2 separate regions of the Mus musculus genome follow, and region 1 is linked to region 2. Evidence: chromatin contacts called from public ChIA-PET data. All regions are on one chromosome and are shown on one strand. Each heading gives the region's core, a stretch centred on a gene start, on an enhancer-like site or on the middle of the called end of the contact. The rest is flanking DNA. Distances are from core to core; before and after follow the strand shown.

Region 1 (3,422 bases), core at 136-2,635, 150 kb before region 2:
CACTTGGGAGGCAGAGACAGGTGGATTTCTGAGTTCGAGGCCAGCCTGGTCTACAAAGTGAGTTCCAGGACAGCCAGGGCTACACAGAGAAACCCTGTCCCAAAACAACAACAACAACAACAACAACAAAAACCCTTGATTCAGCCACTTGTGAGCTCCACAGACCCTGTAAGAATACTCGGGCTCTCAGAACCTCCACCGCTCTGACTTCTACCACGGAGACCACGGTACCCACTTTGCAGGGCTGCAGGCTCGTTGAGAGGCTTAAATGAGGCAACAGCAGGAAGGAGCTTGCACAAGTACCGATATTACATAACGTACAGGCATCATCCTAACCAGTGATAGTTTTGGTGTATGGATTTGATCATTGCTGAAGTAAATGTTACATTCATCTCACCTGGCTGTTCTTTTGAACGTCTCAGAACCTGGAACAGTTAGAAGTGCATAAAAGTCCCCTGGAAACATCTGGATTTTTATTGACTGAATAAAAGGACACCCGAGGTTCCCTTTCCCCTTGTCTTTGCCACATAGCTTCTTTCAACAGCTATCGCTGGCCTGAGTCTTTGGGACCACCCCAGGTGTTCTCTCTTTCCTGGCACCTGACCTCTTTTGAACTCTTTGGTCCTGAAGTCTGGCATGCTTACTATTGTTACCATTCCTTGAAACAGCCCCTCCTCCATGCATCAACTGTCTGCCAGGCCAGGCCCTGTCCCAGGCTGACAGCTCACCCCACCTCACCCCTAATTCTCTTCTGAGCATCAGCAGCCTACCCCCATCCAAAGATAACTTTTATAGCTGATCTCTGGCGGCACCTCCTACCTTCCAATTAGGAGCCTGTCAACACCCAGACCATCACTCTTCCTATAGTGGCTGACAACACGGGAGCCTGCTGAGGCTGCTCTGGGGAAAGAATGAAGGGAAATTATTTCCATGGTGCAGTGGTACTGAGCCCATAGGTGGAATCTAGGTGATTCTGACTTTGGGCCAGCCTCCCTGTTCTGCACCAAAAATCTGCAGTACTAATGTGGCAGCTGGTACCCAGTTGGTACTTGATAAATAAGTATACGGGGACTGAAAATGTCAAGGGCACAGGAGCTAGCTAGCAGACTCCAATTAGTTTTCCTCTCTCATACATGCAAATAATTAAGTTAGCTCGCTCATGCTTTTGTGAGCTCCCCTTTCCTTTAGTGGTTACACATGAACCTATAACCAGAAAGGAGAGACAACAGTCTCTGTTGGCTTTCTCCATCTAGCCCCTTAGATGCTCATTCCTTAGACTCTCTGACACACAGGGGCATTTGCAGAAGCTGCAGCCCATGAAGGAAGTATGACACAATCTAACATTTTTCTTATCTGGCAGTGTGGTCTAGTGGTTTGCACAGGGGCTGTGCAAGTCGGAAGTCTGGCTTTCTATTTCTGGGGCTGAAGGGAAACTGTGTAACAACAGCCTTTGCTCCACTGCTTGCTCTCACTTTCTCTTTCTCTTGGTCCCAATCCCGAGGCTGAGCCGGCCTAAGCACCCAAGAATTCAGGGAAAAAATGATAGTGCCCCTGCCCCACCCGTGGGTCCTGCTTCAGTCTCTGGTGAGGCTGTGAAGTCTATCATGCATTCATCCCCAGAGCCCAGTGCAGGCTGAGGGGTGAGCAGGAGAGTGGTTTAGAGCCAGGACCATGAAAAGGCAGGGGTGGCAGGCTAACCACATCAAACCAACCCCCTTTCTCTTTGTTACCGCTTTGAGCCTGCAGCTCTGTGGGTAGCTCTGAGGGTGCAGATTTTGTAAAGTTAGGAGCCCTGATGCCTGGACAGGGAGGCAGGAACAAGCCGGACCTTGCATTGCCCTCAAGGTGGTGAATCCAGTCATAAGGATGAGTTCTTTGATTTGAAGTAGGAAAGAATTGGGGAGAGAAATAGTTACAACAGATCAGATGGAGTTGGGAGTACATTAAGATCAGATCTGCCCTCAAGGGCAGAGGGCCTTAAGAACATAGTTTCTTTATGGCTGGGCCCTACAATGTCTTTGGGAAGAGAGATCAATGCCAAACCAGCCCAATTTAGAGAGACATATGAATTTCCAGGGAATCCTATTGCATCTCAAAACGTATAAGATTTAAGCAGCCTTGAAACAGATAGAAAGAAACCTTTCCACATTTGGCCAGACAAGTACACTATAGCCATGTGAGGTCTGCGCTGTATCTAGAAAGAGCAAGACAAAGCTGGGGACACTAGTCATGGAACATGTCATTTCCTTCCTCATTTCTACCCCACTGATCTTCAGGTCTCAAGTCCTGCTACTGTACACATCTGAGTAGCCAGAAAGCAGCAAGGTCCTGAGGGGTGTCTTTAGAATAAGATCCTGGAGAAGTTCCAGGCTGAGCCTTAGGGTGGGAGTCAGATGGGCTGACTCTCTTTGGGGTCACGTGACAAGGGATGCTCATGTGCTCTTTTCTATGTAGTGTGCAGCTATGGTACAAAGATAGCATTTCAGGAGAGTGTGGTGTTTTACTGCAGCAGAGGCCAGCCGGCAAGGGGAGGTCTGGGGAGCTTGAAAGAAAAGCACAACAGTTTCTTCAGAGGAGCGATGTCAAGGAAAGATGCACATGCTGCTGTCACCTATCAAGTGCACACTCAAGATCCATGCCAATCGAATTGCTAAGCAGCGCATGATGCTGTGCTCAGATGCATCCATAGCTATTGTACTAGATGGTTTTATGTCAACTTGACACAAGCTGGAGTCATCAGAGAGGGAGGAGCCTTAACTTGAGAAAATGCCTCCATGAGATCCTGCTGTAAGGCATTTTCTTAGTGATCAATGGTGGGGGTGGGGGGAGCAGCACATTTCAGGTGGTGCCATCCCTGGGCTGGTGGTCGTGGGTTCTATAAGAAAGCAGGCTGAGCAAGCCATGGGGAGTAAGTCAGTACACAGCACCCCTCTATGACCTCTGCCTCAGCTCTTGCCTCCAGCCAGGTTCCTGTCCTGCTTGAGTTCACATCCCGATTTCCTTTGGTGATGAATAGCAACAGGGAAGTGTAAGCCAAATTAAACCTTTCCTCCTCAACTGGCTTTTTGGTCCCACTATTTTGTTGTGGCAATAAAAACTCTGAGATAGCTATCATGGGGATCCCACAGCCCACGAATTACAGTTGGACATGCTTATATGCAATTAGATAAGTCTGAATGGAATTCAGGCATGATCATGCATACCTTTCATCTCAACACTCAGGAGGCTGAGGTGAGGCAGGAGGATTACTATTAACAATTTCATGTCAGTCTGGACTACCTAGAATACATACTGTTGCCTCTCACTGTCTGCATCTCCACTTTTTGTAAGTGAAAACAATAAAATTCTATCAAGACTGTTGAAATATTTTAATAAGATATCCAAAGACAGATAAAATTACTTCCCATGATTTTAATTTATGG
Region 2 (3,496 bases), core at 42-2,541:
TAAAGGCAGGAGCACTAACCAAGCTCCTCTCAGATCTTGCTCAATGGTGTTTCTTTTACTAGAAAGGTCCTCCTCTAAGCTCTCTTTGCTTCCTCCAGTCCTGGCTCAGAAGTACCCAGGAAGGTTTTCATTCCCCATCACCTTTTTTTCTTCCTTTGGTTTGTTATTTTTGTGCATACCTCCCAATACAAACACTGTGAAAAAAAAAAAGCTGTTTTGTTCACCATCTCTAGCACTGCAGATTTCCTAGCATGCCATAAGGTGCTCGATAAATACTTAAAAGCACAGATTACAGACTTTACAGTTAAGTGGAGTGAGTATCTCAAGGCCACGGGGTGCTGCTGTTTCTCCAGGCTCCCTCAGGATATACTGGTGCCAGCCAGTGTTAGTCATTTTAATTCTTTGATAGAACCCTCTTCTAAATTTCCTTTTCATGGATTTTAAATTATAAATTGGTCATTTACTGCTCTCATACATCATGTTGCTGAATTTTCCACGGATCATATTCCTTTTAGTACCTTTCTCTAGATCACTCATTTTTTCCTTTTACTCGTTATCCACCCTCTTTGACCACCCCCCCGCCCCCCAAATAATTCTCCTGGACAAAAAAGTGCCCCCCTCGCACCCCCTCCCGGCATCTTGCATAGTCTTTAAAGTTTTGGGTAAAATCTTAAACAAATCGGGTAAAGATAAGTAATTCCTGATAGGGCGTACTTATCTATCTCAGGGTAGGAGAAGACGGGTTTTTAACATGACTGGGGTAATTAAGGAGATCAAAAAGCCATGAAGGATGTTCATTCTCCATGCCTAGGTTATTGTATAATTATTATGTGGCAAGTTGCCTTTTCTCAGACCTTTTAGGGTGAGTTTGCATGCTCTCCATACAGAAGGAATTCTAGAAGCTGGGATTGCACCACCCACCCCACGCACCCCTTACTTGCAGAAACCTTTGCCCCTCCAACCCCCACTCCCACCAAATAAGGGCTCTACAAGGGGCAGTCCTCAGCTCCAGAGCCTGAGGCTTGACACCCATTGTCCCCGTTAGGATGTCAAGAGATTTCGCCTGAAGGACCCCAGCTTAGGTTTCACTCAAAACTCAAGGATCTGGGATAACGGTCTCCGTGAGGGTACTTTCCAGATATGCAAAGGGACAGGAACCTGGCGCCGAGGACACGGCCCGACGGGAGGCGCGGTCCGGTGACCTTTTTTCGACAGGCATTCCAGTCGGGCAGCCTCACCGGCTTGAAGGCCCTCGCTCCCTATTGCTCCCGCCCCCCCTCGTTGCAGAGCGCTGGCTGGCTAAGTCCCTCCCGCGCCGGCTCTTGTCCCACTAGGAGCAGCTCAGAGCCGCGGGGACAGGGCGAAGCGGCCTGCGCCCACGGAGCGCACGTCTCTGTTCTCAACGCAGCACCACCCTTGCCCCCCTCGGCTGCCCACTCCAGACGTCCAGCGGCTCCGCGCGCGCACGGTGAGCGCCATCCCGGATCAAAGGCGCCGAAGGGGAAGAAGGCCGCTGTACCTGGGTGTCCTTTTTACCTTCGGAGCGGTCCGAGCGGCTGGGAGGGCTCGCTCAGGGCCTCCCCACCCCCACCCCCAACCCGGTCACTCCAAGTGCCCTTCTCCACCCCTGGCCCTGACCTTTGTCCCTCTCGTTCTCGCAAGGCAACGGGTGCCACTTGCCCCGATGGGGACCGTTGCCCTGGCGGTTGACGGCGGCCGTGCCAGGCCCCGCCCCCGGCGCGAGCTTGGTGCCCCGGGGAGGGGGGAGGGGCGGGCGGCCCGGCGCCCCGCTGGCGGGTCGCGCGCGTGCCCGTGGGCCCCTTCCTGCCGGCGGCGCGCGCCGCCCCCTCCCCCCACCGCGCGCGCGCGTAGCCGCCTGCCCGCCCGCCCGCTGCGCGTTTTGTCCCGCGTCTCTCCCCGTCCGTCTCCTGACTTGCTGGTCTTGTCCTTCCCTCCCGCTTTTTTCCTCTCCTCTCTTCTCGGTCTAAAGATGCCCTCGGCCACCAGCCACAGCGGAAGCGGCAGCAAATCGTCGGGACCGCCGCCGCCGTCCGGTTCCTCCGGGAGTGAGGCGGCGGCCGGGGCAGCTGCGCCGGCTTCTCAGCATCCGGCAACCGGCACCGGCGCCGTCCAGACCGAGGCCATGAAGCAGATTCTCGGCGTAATCGACAAGAAACTTCGGAACCTGGAGAAGAAAAAGGTGCGAGGAGTTAGTGGAGAGGGAGGGCTCGTGGCTCCAGCCCTACACCGGTCCCGGCGGTGGATGGTGCTCCTTGCCCAGAAAACGGGCGCCTCGGGGAGGTGCCTGTCACCTGACCCCAACGCGGCGCTGCCTCTAGGCCTCGGTTACTCACATCAGGCTGAGCGGGGCCTTTCCGCCTGGTGACCGGTTGCTTGGGTGGTGGGCCCGTTGCTGGGTATGCTCCCAAACTGAGGCCTGACTTTTGAAGGAGGCCAAGGGGAAGAAACAGTGTGCCCGGCCCGATTGCTCGTGGAGTTGAGCGGTCCATGCCTTGTAACTGTGGCGTTTGCCTTTGGTACCTAGGCTGGGGGCTGGTGGAATGGCTCTCTTCCCAAGAAAAGATATGTGTCTAGACCTGAACTAGGGTTGCAGTCCCGTCAAGTCCTAGTTAAGCGGGCCTTTGCTTGGGTACCCCCGCCCCCTTCCGATGGGCTCCCTACGTTTCCCCCTTTGTTTCGATTGTCTGGGTGCTTGGAACCTCACGCCCAGCCTAGTCACGAGGTAGTTTTTAAATGAGTGTTTTTTGTTGTTGTTTTTTGCCATGACCTTTTCTTTTTAATTTATTATTTTTTACCGCTTCAGCATTCTAAAGGGTCAGGGAGATTTCCTTGATCTTTCGGAGGTGGATCTAGTTTAGACTGGAGACTGCCTCTGGGTCTCTGGGCACATGGAGTGTCTAACATGGCGGCGGCTGCGGGAGAGGGAAGCGCTGTACAGGAGCTGCATTGTGAGCACAAAGCGAAAGCAGAGGGGGAGGGCAGAGACCAGGCAGCAGCCCCGCCTAGCCCCCCCTCCCAAAAAGTCGAGCCACACCCACACTGTTTTGGCTTTAATATTTAGCCATTCTGGACCATACTGTTAGATTACTTAAACCGGCTTTTTTGTTTTATGCGTTTAGTGTAGGACCGTATACCAACACAGTTTAGAGGAAGAGTCTGGGTAGAAGTAAATTTCTACCCTGATTAAGAAAAGTAGTGGAAAGGGACAAACATGGGGTGGTAGAGTGAAAATGGAGGCAATTTACCTGGAACTGTTATTCTAACTTGCCCTTTTACATTAAGTATAATGTAACTTTTGATAACTTATGCCTGCCGGGGCATATTTTAAAATTTTGAAAAATTCCCATGAAGATGTTTAGTTAGTTGTTTAACTAGTTAGAGGAGATTAGTGAGATAGGATATTGGCTAAAAATCTGAGCTGTAGGAGGTAAGTTGGAAAAATCCAGGCTATTTACATCTTAATCTTGTGGTTTAT

What was found. ChIA-PET counts read pairs in DNA pulled down with a chosen protein or histone mark.
Region 1: a contact with region 2 is called in an RNA polymerase II ChIA-PET map of memory CD8 T cells, with 13 read pairs. The contact joins the enhancer-like site here to the promoter of Caprin1 in region 2. A contact is called at or near these places in 9 of 39 promoter capture datasets (the 3T3-L1 cell line, cranial neural crest, frontonasal cranial neural crest and 6 more), 3 of 115 datasets of contacts at active chromatin or transcription factors (bone marrow-derived macrophages, effector CD8 T cells and memory CD8 T cells) and 4 of 9 other capture datasets (adipose tissue, liver, macrophages and 1 more).

Annotation. Positions count from the first base shown.
Region 1 is chr2:103,943,939-103,947,360 of GRCm38.p6, reverse strand. The region is part of intron 2 of Gm39896 (a long non-coding RNA gene); the gene reads right to left. Among named protein-coding and RNA genes, the nearest start is that of Gm39896, 9.4 kb to the right of the region's middle. Within about 2 kb of position 1,385, at least 111 of the 459 cell types and tissues checked have an H3K27ac peak or open chromatin away from gene starts, as enhancers often do. A contact at or near this core is called in adipose tissue, bone marrow-derived macrophages, effector CD8 T cells and 4 more, where this site is marked.
Region 2 is chr2:103,795,435-103,798,930 of GRCm38.p6, reverse strand. It overlaps Caprin1 (cell cycle associated protein 1), which reads left to right and starts at 1,291. Exons shown (of 19, transcript NM_016739.3): 1 at 1,291-1,468; 2 at 1,991-2,200. The coding sequence starts at 1,991.